2 separate regions of the Sus scrofa genome follow, and region 1 is linked to region 2. A link is a contact called in public Hi-C data. All regions are on one chromosome and are shown on one strand. The core of a region is the stretch at or near the end of the contact, and the rest is flanking DNA. Distances in the headings are between cores, read along the strand shown.

What was found. Hi-C and Micro-C count contacts between places; a contact is called where the count stands out from the background.
Region 1: a Hi-C map of liver shows a contact between it and region 2, with 1.8 times the contacts expected there. The contact joins two enhancer-like sites. A contact is called at or near these places in 2 of 5 promoter capture datasets (fetal liver and liver) and 4 of 47 Hi-C or Micro-C datasets (liver and skeletal muscle).

The regions. Positions count from the first base shown.
Region 1 is chr8:108,305,854-108,311,646 of Sscrofa11.1, forward strand. It overlaps a transcript of UGT8 not described here. Among named protein-coding and RNA genes, the nearest start is that of UGT8, 25 kb to the left of the region's middle. Within about 2 kb of position 3,663, at least 9 of the 83 cell types and tissues checked have an H3K27ac peak or open chromatin away from gene starts, as enhancers often do. A contact at or near this core is called in liver, where this site is marked.
Region 2 is chr8:108,244,407-108,250,199 of Sscrofa11.1, forward strand. All of the region lies in intron 1 of UGT8 (UDP glycosyltransferase 8), which reads right to left. Among named protein-coding and RNA genes, the nearest start is that of UGT8, 36 kb to the right of the region's middle. Within about 2 kb of position 3,890, at least 5 of the 83 cell types and tissues checked have an H3K27ac peak or open chromatin away from gene starts, as enhancers often do. A contact at or near this core is called in liver, where this site is marked.

The sequences.
Region 1 (5,793 bases), core at 2,413-4,912, 61 kb after region 2:
TTCTCCTTCCGGTTTCCCTTACTCTCACGTTAGCTCTATTAAGAGGTGTTGTCACAATTGCCCCTGAAATATTTTAAAAACCAAAACCAAAACAAACAAACAAAATAAGTCAGTGATCAGCATTAATATTCCTTAAAATAGTTTCACCCTTGACCTTTCCCACAAATTTCACTGCACCCCCTCCCCTTCTAAAGAGATAGGCAAACCTGTTTGACTAGTTTTCCTCTAAACGGTGCTCTCCCGATTGGCTGGTGAGTACAAATGAACCAAAGGTACAGCAGCACAAATGCAAAGGCTATGTAAAGCACGTGGCCTTCTTCAGAAGAAGCCAAAGAGAAAGGTCTGTCCCCCCAGTCTCAGAGCGGCTCTCAAAGTGGGAAGGCCACACCGCTGGATGGCTCACTCCATTACTAGTTAATTAAAAGAAAATCAAATTCTTCCTGTCAATGCCTTCTCTTGTGAATAAGGGATGTTACAATGAAGATGAAGTCTAACATCAGAGTAAGCCTTTATGTCCCAAGTTTAAGATGTTTAAGATGGTAGATACCACTATATTTACCATGTGGTACAGAGGTGTGCCCAATATTTCTTGTTGTTGTGTTTGCCTAACTCCATTAGTAAAATTTGAATTTGCAGAAGAGAGAAACGAAAATGGGATTCCTTTTATAGAAAGATGTATTCTGAGATGGTTTTAAAATAGCAAAGTCTCTGGGTACCTTTACAATATGATATGCTTTAAAATCACTGTTCATATTTTTTTGGACTGTCAATTACTGTAAACACGTGGAAAAGTATAAAGATTAATACAGAAAACATCTATATACCCTTCACCTACATTTTAAAAGAGTTGAAATTTTGCTTTATTTTCAAGTGTTTTGAAACTTTAAAATTCTATAAATATGATTCAATTTATAAAAACTAAATTTTATACACCTTTTCAAGGCCATATTATAAAAAATATTTGTATTCTCGATTCTACTTTTCACAAATTTTTTTAAATCCGTAGGAAAATACTGTTTAAACTAAAACATCTCACTTGGAGGAAAATCAGTCCCATGGTTATTATTAAAGCAAGTTACAGCCAATATAATAGCGAAAAGATAACTCGGTGTCTTAAAAAATTTCAAGTATTAAATGTCTTCAAAACAGAATTGAAAAGCGCAAAAAAATTTACACAAATGTTTATATTCATAGTATTCCCAAATTAGGCAAATATTTATTAAATCAGGAATAATGTTAACTTACTTAGTAAACTGGAATACCTGTGGATGCATTTCTATTATCTAAATCAAGTCAAGGGAAATTATACCTCCAATATAGTGATTGTTTCCATTATTTATAATTCAGACAAATAGCACAAAGCTATTAGCAAAATACACTGTATCTCTGAAATGTTCCTAAATATGCATTCTTTCTATCAAATTCAAACGGCTTAATACTTACAAAAATTTCCAGCCAGAGAGTAGGAATTGACTCTGGTATATACCCTACCATTCACAAATCCAAAGGTTCTGTTTTGTTTGAGCTCTGCACTCCTAATGCTGACCTTACAGCTAAGTCAATTTCACTGTGGTATCTGTCTTCTCTGTAAGAGAGTCCTGAGCAGGACAGCATAGTCTAAAACTGAGTTGGTGCATATCCAACGTGGAACTGTCAGAAGTTCTAAACTGAAAGTCACCTGCACAAAACACTGTGCTTTCCAAGAGTGGGACCACACACTCAGGGAGTTAGCTCAACAGACTGAAACTCAACTCCAAAACTGAATGGTCCTAGTAACAAAAAGTACAGGTAGAGAACTTCAGGGAAAGAACATCATCAAAGGTTTAAAACTACATACACAATGGACTTCAGTACACCTTAAAAATATTAAACATCTAATTTCATTTTCCTCAAGACAGTTATTGGATGCCCTTAAAACTAAGTACTACTTTACATGCTATATAAGCAAGTAGGTGGTGAATACTGAAACAGAGTTACTAATTTAAAGGGAATAATAAATACTTACAACCAACTAATCATTAAGATGCCTAACAACTAATTAGTAAGCATTATGCACTGTGTTTGACTGCTGATTGTTCTGCAAACCAGTTCATATATGCAAATATTTTTTCAAACACCTACTAATTACAGGGTAAAAAATCCATATACATATATTAAAATAGAAATCTCTGAGTTCCCTGGGGCTCAGTGGGTTAAGGATCCTGCTTGTCACTTCTGTGGCTTGGACTCGATCCTTGGCAGCACACTTCTGCGTGCTATGAGTATGGACAAAAAAAAAAAAAAAGAATCTAATTTTAAATGTTTATCTCTAACATAAAGCACTACTTTATCCAAACAGAGAAAATACTAAGGAAAAAAGTAGGGATTTTAAAATACTACTATTGTCGGCTCAATTTTTTAAGAACTCCTTATTACACAGGTTAATACTTGGTTTCCACAGTTGATTTTTAAGACCCCTTAAGATACGGAAGTACTTCTGAATCCCAAACATGAAATTATATTTTATTCAGCTTTAATATCTAGCTTGTTTTGGTTGTTTTTGTTTATAGTTATTTTATTTTATTTTATATTTTATTTTTTCCATTATAGCCGGTTTACAACGTTCTGTCAATTTTCTACTGCACAGCCCGGTGACCCAGTCACACATACATGTATACGTTCTTTTTTCTCACATTATCATGCTCCATCACAAGTGACCAGACATTGTTCTCAGTTTATACAGCAGGATCCCATTGCTTATCCATTCCAAAGACAATAGTTTGCATCTATTAACCCCAAATTCCCAGTCCTTCCCACTCCTTCCCCTTCCTCTTGGCAACCATAAGTTTGTTCTACAATAATAGTAGACTGTTTATAGTTCTTCTAAAATGAATAATCCTTGCCCTTTATTATCAAAAAAACTAGAACTCACTTAAACATGAAGAAACTTTAAATAAGACATTAAGAATGTCTATGATTTTAACAGATGCTTTTAAAAAGCAACAAGGATGCTATGGACCCTCCAAGGCTGGTGGAAGCATGGCTTGTTCTGAGGAAGCTAACATCTCCCCAGGTGCAATCCCCTCTTGCTTCAAGGAATATGTTCTAGGAGTTCTCATCATGGCACAGTGGATACAAATCCAACTAGGAACCATGAGGTTGCGGGTTCGACCCCTGGCCTTGCTCAGTGGGTTAAGGATCCGGCACTGCTGTGAGCTGTGATGTAGGTCGCAGATGTGGCTTGGATCCCGCGTTGCTGTGGCTCTGGCGTAGACCTGCAACTGCACCTCCAATTAGACCCCTAGACTGGGAACCTCCATTTGCTGAGGGTGCAGCCCTAAAAAGACAAAAAAAAAAAAAAGGTATATGTTCCTGTGGCTCTCTGGTCCCTTCAAAATTCTGTGTTGCCTCTATTGTACTGGGTTCCTGCTCAAAAGTTATAACTGTGATCAAGTTTCCATCTTAAGCATAAATTTTAACCACCTTCCCTAAACCCTGAGAGCAAGTACACTGAAAACATTAGTGTCTACATACCTCCTAATCTCCAAATCCAAGTTCTGCTTTCCATAAAACAGTGAGCACTTATTGAACACAAACCAGTAAACTTTCAGCCACTGAACCTGACAGACTATCTCATGTGATCTTTACAGTGGCCCTAGGAAGTCGCACTTTGATCCTCATTACGTTACATGAGGAATGGGAAATAAATTCTGAGTTCAAGCTCACGGAGCTATCAGGAGCAGAACCAGAACTGTTCGACACTCCTCATTTTAGTACTTAGCCTCTCACTTCTTGAAATTTTTTCCTCCTTCAGCTACTAAAAGCTATTCTGCTCTAATTTTCCTCCAACTTACACTCGCAACATTCTCATTTTTTACTGCTCCTTATTTCTCCACCCAACTCTTTGATTTTAGATCTCCCCAGGCCACTATTTCCCTCTTCATTGTCTAACCTACCCTAGAAAATCCACGGGACTTGCTTTTATTTTATTTTTGCAACCACCTATATACTGAAAATAACTAAAGCCGTCCATTCATCCACCCATCCATTCATCTATCCATTTATCTACCTACCTACCTAGTAGCCCAGACCTTCTCCTCATAACTTCTGCACAATGATCCCCTGGACACTCACCTCTAGTTGAATATTCTACAAGCATTTAATATTCCACACGTCCAAAACTGAACTCTTTCATCCCTGGTCCTCGAATCTGCTTCTTCGTTAAAGTCCCTACTCCACCCTCCCGTAACACCCACCATCTAACCAGTCACCTATCCTTGACATTCCACCACCTCCACATCTGTGTGACGAAACCCTTTTCTTCATCTCACTGCCACCACTTTGGTGTAAGATCCTGAATTGCTCTTAATAAGTCACTTCAATAGCTTCTAACCTGTTATTCCTGTCTCACACCTCAGATCCACCCTTCTAGTCTATAGGGAAATCTGTTTTCTCATCATACCACTCTTTACCTTTTTTTTATTTTTAGTATTTTTTTATATTTAGTATTATTATTTTTTTAATTTTTAGGGCAGCACTGCCAGCATATGGAAGTTCCCAGGCTAAGGTTCGAATATGAGCTACAGTGCTGGCCTACGCCATAGCCACAGCAATGCCAGATCCTTAACCCACTGAGCGAGGCCAAGGTTCGAACCTGCAACCCCATGGTTCCTAGTCAGATTCATTTCCACTGAGCCATGATGGGAATTCCTCATCCTATCACTCTTGTTTAAAACAAACTTGAAGAGAAAATGGTCTTGGGATGGCAAACAGGCCACTATGATTTTGCCTGTTTCTACACTGATTCCTCTGTTGTCACTTTCTCTATGGAACCTCTCTAGTTTTCCTTCCCCAGGTAGAACTGGCCACTTCCAAATGTCTGTTCAGGGCACTCTGGATATCTCAATCACACCCTTACATAAGGTACAACACTATATTTCACTTACGGAAGGAAACTTGTTTTCTTTCTTTCTTTCCTTCCTTCCTTCCTTCCTTCCTTCCTTTCAGGGCCACACCTGTGCCATATGGAAGCGCCCAGGCTGGAGGTCAAAACTGAGCTATAGCTGCTGGCCTACACCATACCCATAGCAATATCAGATCCGAGAGGCATCTGTGACCTACAACACAGCTCACGGCAACACTGGATCCTCAACCCACTGAGCAAGACTGGATTGAAAGCACACCCGCATGGATACTAGTCAGGTTCCTTACCACTGAATCACAACAGAAACACTGAAGCAAACTTGTTTTCTAAATCCTCTTAAACCTTGAGCCCTCCCGCAGTCTTGAGTATCTGAACATCCTCAACATAGTGCCCAATGCGTAGTATGCCTTTGATAAATATTTATTGAATAAAAGATGTTTGTGAAATGCCTTAGATTAGGAAGACATGATTAGCACTGTTTTCAAGACAAAATTAAACAACTTTATTCAAACTCATTTGATTATGCAGCTCCTCCATAGGTAGGTATGCAAAATAATATTGAAATGATTCAGCTAGCTTCAAGCATGGGCATCAGGATTTCAAATCACACTTCTTATTCCTGGATTCCAGAGTAGAGAAATACTGCCAACATTACATACAACCAGTCAATTTCAATGGCAGAAAGCAGGAGGTAAAATATTATCATATACATAGTTCTAAACAAAGACAATCTGGGGCTACCATAAGAAAAGTAAACTTCTTAAAAATCTGCTTCAATTCTCAGAAAAGCAAAGATTTTCCAGAAGACTGAATGCCTGAAATTAAAAGAATAAATTCCAAAAATCTTATAATCAAACTTTTCTATTTAAAAACACATTAAAACCGTTTAC
Region 2 (5,793 bases), core at 2,640-5,139:
GACCATAGCAGATCTGATGGACAACTCTCAAATTGCAGGAATTATTCATTTCATAGGGGGACACATTAACACATTTTGCTAGTATTGTCAATTTGTTCTGAAGATGAAAGCAACCTGTTTTAAGGATACCACCCCCTTGCTCTATTTTATTCTGTAGGCACCACCTCTTTGTTATGGTAAGTTATCCCTGTGAATACGTCTTTGTCAAAGACACTTAGCTTCAATTTCCTACATGAAAATTAATAAAGCCACAGTACTCGGAAGAACATATAATCCATTATAAGGAAAACAAACACACTGTCCACCAGCAACACCTATGCCATAATACAGTCCTAAAAACTGGGACAGACCCACTTTGTATTTATCATGTGCAGAGTGAGCTGTCACAGTAATATCTCACCAACCCGGTCTCATTCAGGAGGAAGAAGTTACTACGATGACTGTCACCCATGCTCTTTGCATTTCATACCACTTTCTGGCATAACCTGATTTGCAGCTGGGAGGTAACACACAGTAAGAAGTGTCATCACCATAGCATCACCATGTAGCTCCCTACTAAGTATTGATATGGAACACTGGGCTGCTGTGTCTTTCTTTGCTTTGCTTTCTTTCCCTTTTCTTTTCTTTTTATCGCTTAATGAGATCTGTGACAACTGGCTCTATCACACTTACTCTTAGCAGGGAAGTGGGGTCCACATTTTATGCCTCAAATGAATTAGTGGATAGTGTCAATATATGACCAAGAGAGATGATGGAAATAAGGTACGCCCTCTAGCTGCTTCGTGAGTAAAAGAGCTATAATTATCTGGGAGGGAAGAAAACCTTATCAAAACACCTCGTTTTTTCAGGAAACCCTGTTTATGAATACAGAGAAGAAATAAAGAATATATCAATTATGGATTAAAGCTTTGAACTTATATTCTACTGCATTCACCACATTTACTATGTTTACATTTAAAGGTGTAATTTGCAGATTCAAAAGTAAGAAACAAAGCACACTGATATAAATTTTTTCATTTTACATATAGTCTCAAGTCAGATACACCTAGAACGAATATAAATGCTGAACAGTAGAATGATCTGAACATATATGGTGTTTTCTCGCTATGGTTTGTCTTCAAGTAAATTACTATCTACTATTCTCTAAATAGAGATAATGCTTTCAGGGTCAACGCCATTTATAGAATGTTTACACTCAGAAATACTAAGCCTTATGGGAATAACATTATTTAAATTTTGTTTCCCAAGGACTTAAAAGGTCTTTGAGTTTCAACTGACTCAACTGACTCTACGTATAAATGTAGAAATATAAATACTTCTTTAGTTGTTTGTTCTTTGTTTTGCGTGATACAAAATGAAATCCATAAACCTATACCTCCAGCTTTTTTCCTACCATAGTCAGTAACCACAATATGAATATATTCAATAGAGATGTTATTGAGCTATAAGGGAGGAGAGGCAATTTACTTTCCATGGTTCCCCTCAGGGAAAGTACCTAGCATTTTTAGAAGGTGATACTCCATTTGGCCCCCAAGTGATATCACAACTGCTCTGTCCTGAGCTGGAGGCAGAAGAGGGGAGTGAGAGGTCCGAATAGAGACAGTGAGGGATGGGGGGCACCTAGCTCCTGGATGTAACCCCCTCCCCATAATCTTCAATCTGCAGCCTAAATTCGGAAAAGGTTTCATGTGACCAGTGTTTGTTGGGAACATGGACAGGGTTGGTTTTGGAGTGAGGATGATATAGGGACCTTCAGGTCACCTAAGGAGATGCAGGAGCCAGAAGCCATGGGAGTCTAGAATTTGCTCCACTCTTGGTGAAAACTTTGGAACTGGAACTTCATGGAAAGTGTGCTTAGCTCTCCAAAGGGCTGGGAGTAATTTTATATAGTTTCATTTCTTTAATTTCTAACCTTCCTTCATCCAGAATTTTTTTTTTTTTTGGAAGAAAAGAATAAGACTGGGATCCATATTTACATTTAACCAGCCGGCCAGCCTTCTCAACACTACTGAATATTTCATCCTGTCATTTATCTGAAATGCCACCCTCTCAATTTCTAAATCCCATTCTGTTTCACTGATCTATCCATCCATGCTTGTGTCAAAGAGTTTTATTTATTGTATTTTAAAATACAATTTTAATATTTGCAGTGTGAGATTTCTCATTACTTTTCATTTAAGGATTGCTCTTTTAATACATCAACTGCCATTTATTAGTGCTACCACTTCTTAGGTATATGATGGCTATTTGTGCATATATGTACAGAATAATACGTCATTTCACCACATGAGTTTAGAAACTGCATTCAGTCCTTCACACTTAACTGCATGCCTGATGCTCCACTAGGTGGCATGGCAGGCACAGAGCACAGATATCTGTGCCTGGCAGTGTCTCCCCCCGCCCCCCTCCGGCTCTCAGACATCAACCTGGGCCCAAACCCAAAGCCTGTCTCTACGGTTCTTTCCTGCTCACTGTCTAGGGGAAGAACTCTGTCATTTCTACAATGTAAAATAAATGCAAAATCATCACCATATTGGATCAAACACTGAGCAGAAAAGCAGCGACTGTCACAGGTGCTTCTCTCACTACGTTAGCTGAGTAATTCCTTATCTATGCAATTAAAATAATAACCAATTTAGACACTTACCTATACTTTGCTCTAATTTCATATACACAGCTTTTGAAAAGACCACCTCACAATAAAAATAATCATTTTATCTTCTTGAAGCATTAAATAGGGAAAGCGTTTTAAAGCCCTTTGTGGAAAAAGGGACCATAATAAGGAAATGTGGATAATACCTGTGTTATAATCAAATGCTTCCTATTATCACATTTGCCTCTTTTTTACAATTGTGACGTGGTACACATGATACGTTTTCTGGTACTGCCAGATTTCTTTCCCTAGAGTAATCATACATCAAATGCCTTGACTTGGTTGTAGGAAGAATAAGGCAGTGCCAAGTGTCCTGTCTTCCCCACCACCAAGAACACCCCATGGAGCACCGTTCAGGACTGCAGGGTGAAGCAGCCTGGCTCTGCGAGATGGCAGGTACCAATGGAACAGGAATGAAGAGATGCAATGAATGAGTTAGACGGGGAATGAAATGAGGAATGAAGGAGTTAGACCGGGGAAGGAAATGCCCCAAAGTGTAAAACCTTCCATAACTTTAGGTAATATGTTAACATGGTTAAAGTTGAAAAATGAAGCCAGTGCAAAAATATTCAAAGAAGGAGTGGTAAGCAGGATCTTGAGACTTTTAGAGAAGATAATCATTGGGTGACTCCTTTCTTCTACACTTACCGCCCTATTCAAAAACAAACAGAAATGTTTAATTATAGCCAATGTAAAACACAACCCAATTTTAGAAATGTAAAGGTAGATTTTTAAAAGATAACCGCTTCAGAACCAATGAAAGGATACCTAACTAAAGTTGGATGGTACAGGCCCACCTCTGTCCTGTCTAGGCTTCATTCTAAAGACGTGAGAATCTGGATAGACGGCTTGGGAACTCTTTAACAGCTTCGAGCCTGGGGACGGAGTGGGCTGCAAAGTTTGCACCAGATCTGTCCTGACAGCAGCCTATGACCCAAACCTACTCCTTTCTCCCCCTAAAAAAGGGGCCTTGAGAGGGGGCCAGCCCAGTGGAGAAACCAATAACACTGCATCCTTTGTCAGTCCCATCCATTCTGAAGCAAAGAATGCCTGGACTGTGAGAGAATCCTACACAGAAATGATGATGGGAGAAGGGAGGGTGGGTGTTGGGAACTCTTTTCTTGTTCCCAACATCAACATCAATAGGCCTCTTTTCCCATTTTAAAGAGCCTGATACAAAGACTGTTCCGATTGGGTCAGGTGGGCTGCACAGAACTGAAATATTCATTCTGCCAAATCCACTAAGTAAGATAATAATGAACATGCTGTTATAAAATGTTTTAAAAACACTGAGGGACATCAAACATGATCTTTGACTGCCACTAAGATAAGTAATCAAGACTTAGCAAACAAATAATAACAAAAAATACCATTGAAAGTACAAAAGTTACTATTCAAAATGAAAACATACCAGCCACTATTTTCACTGAGTTAACTGGCAAAGGATTTTGTTTAAACCCCATTTCCACAATTTTCTGCATGATCCCCATCAAGCCACCTACTCTCTCTGAGGTGCAGCTTTCTCTCCTCTCAAAATGCTCAAAATAACTTCACAGGGACGTTGGGAAGATTCGATGAGATCAAATATTTAAAAGCAATGTGTCATATAACAATTAGGCTGTTATTTTCCCTGGGAAGGAAGTCTAATAAGCTATGAACAAATGATGAACTGAAATGACAGCCATGTTGAGAAAAGGAAAAAAAAAAAAAAAGAGTCATTTCTGTACCAAGATATTTTCTCTAAATTACATATACTTTGTTTGCCATGTTTTTGAATCTGCAGAATAAAGCTGGATAAAACTAACACATAAATGAGAGGTAATAAAAAATGTTTACCATGCAGGAGGAAATCTAGTTGTCAGTTTTTTAGAATATTCAAGTGATTTCTAAGATTATCCAAAGGGGTTAACTACAACGAACCTGAAAAAGCAATAGAGTGATCAATGTCAAGATGGTTCTATTAAAAGACAAAAGAAAACATTTCTCATCAACACAGTGAACATTCAGGAGACTGAAATAAGTACCAAGAGAAGGTGTATTCATTTCCACTGAGATTCTGTAGTATCTTTTTTCTTTCTCATAAGGCTTTTAATTTTGGCTGTTACAATTACAATTAAAAGAAGTAAGCAAAATTTGAAACTCTGATTTGACTTTGAAGGGAGTTAAATGTTCAAGGTTCTTAAGACCTTCAAGAAACTGCACACAGTCAGGATGTCCCAGGATATAACCATGGCAAGGTATGGAGGCGCTATGGAAAGTAACCACTGGGAGTGAAAAGATGAAAACTCTCACCAGGAAAAAAAAAAAAAAATCAATCCAAAAAATGACATCTAGATCTTTCTTATGTTCCAAAAGGAAATTAAGAATCCAGAGGTCTGGGGAGAATGAGAGAGAGGAGAGCATGCCAATTTGTAACAAAGAGAATGGGGTGTGGAGGGGAGGATAAAAGATGCAGAAAGAGGAGGCTTATGTATTCTTTGCACATGTGAGTGTAGTGTACAGAACTGCATCCTGGAACATTCTTTCTGAAACAATCTGCCGTCAACTATATGTTCCAAGTTCTTCTGGGGTGGGGGGGGAGAAAAAAAAAAAAGCCATGGCTATCAAATGCCAGTTTATCAAATAGTGTCCCAGCTAGTCAGGTGGGTTTCAGAGTCCATTCATTTTTTTCAGCACACACTCTTAAGCACATGCCATGGACCATACCTGGTATTGTTTTAGGCACTTGAGACATATCAAAGGCTATAGTTATGAACAAAAATTCCTGTCCTCAGAGTTGACATTCTTAACAATGTGGCTATAACCTAACTTTCCACACTTACTTCCCATCGAGTTTCCACACCTTATCTACTCTTCATTCCTCAAACACAGCCTGCCCCTGGGTGCCTGACATTTCCTCCTCACATCACAACTATTTATCAAATCCTGACTCAGTGCTGCTGAGAACAAGAGGAAGGTGTGGGTGTTGTAAGAACCAACGACTTAATGAAGGGTTAGGAGAGGCTAGCATGATTTTCTGGTTTCTGGCTTGGAATAATTCTATAATTACTCAAAAGAAGACACACAGAAGGAAAAGCAGGTCTGAAGGGGGATGAAAAAGAGTTTATAATTGAACATAATAAATTTGAGACTTCTATTTC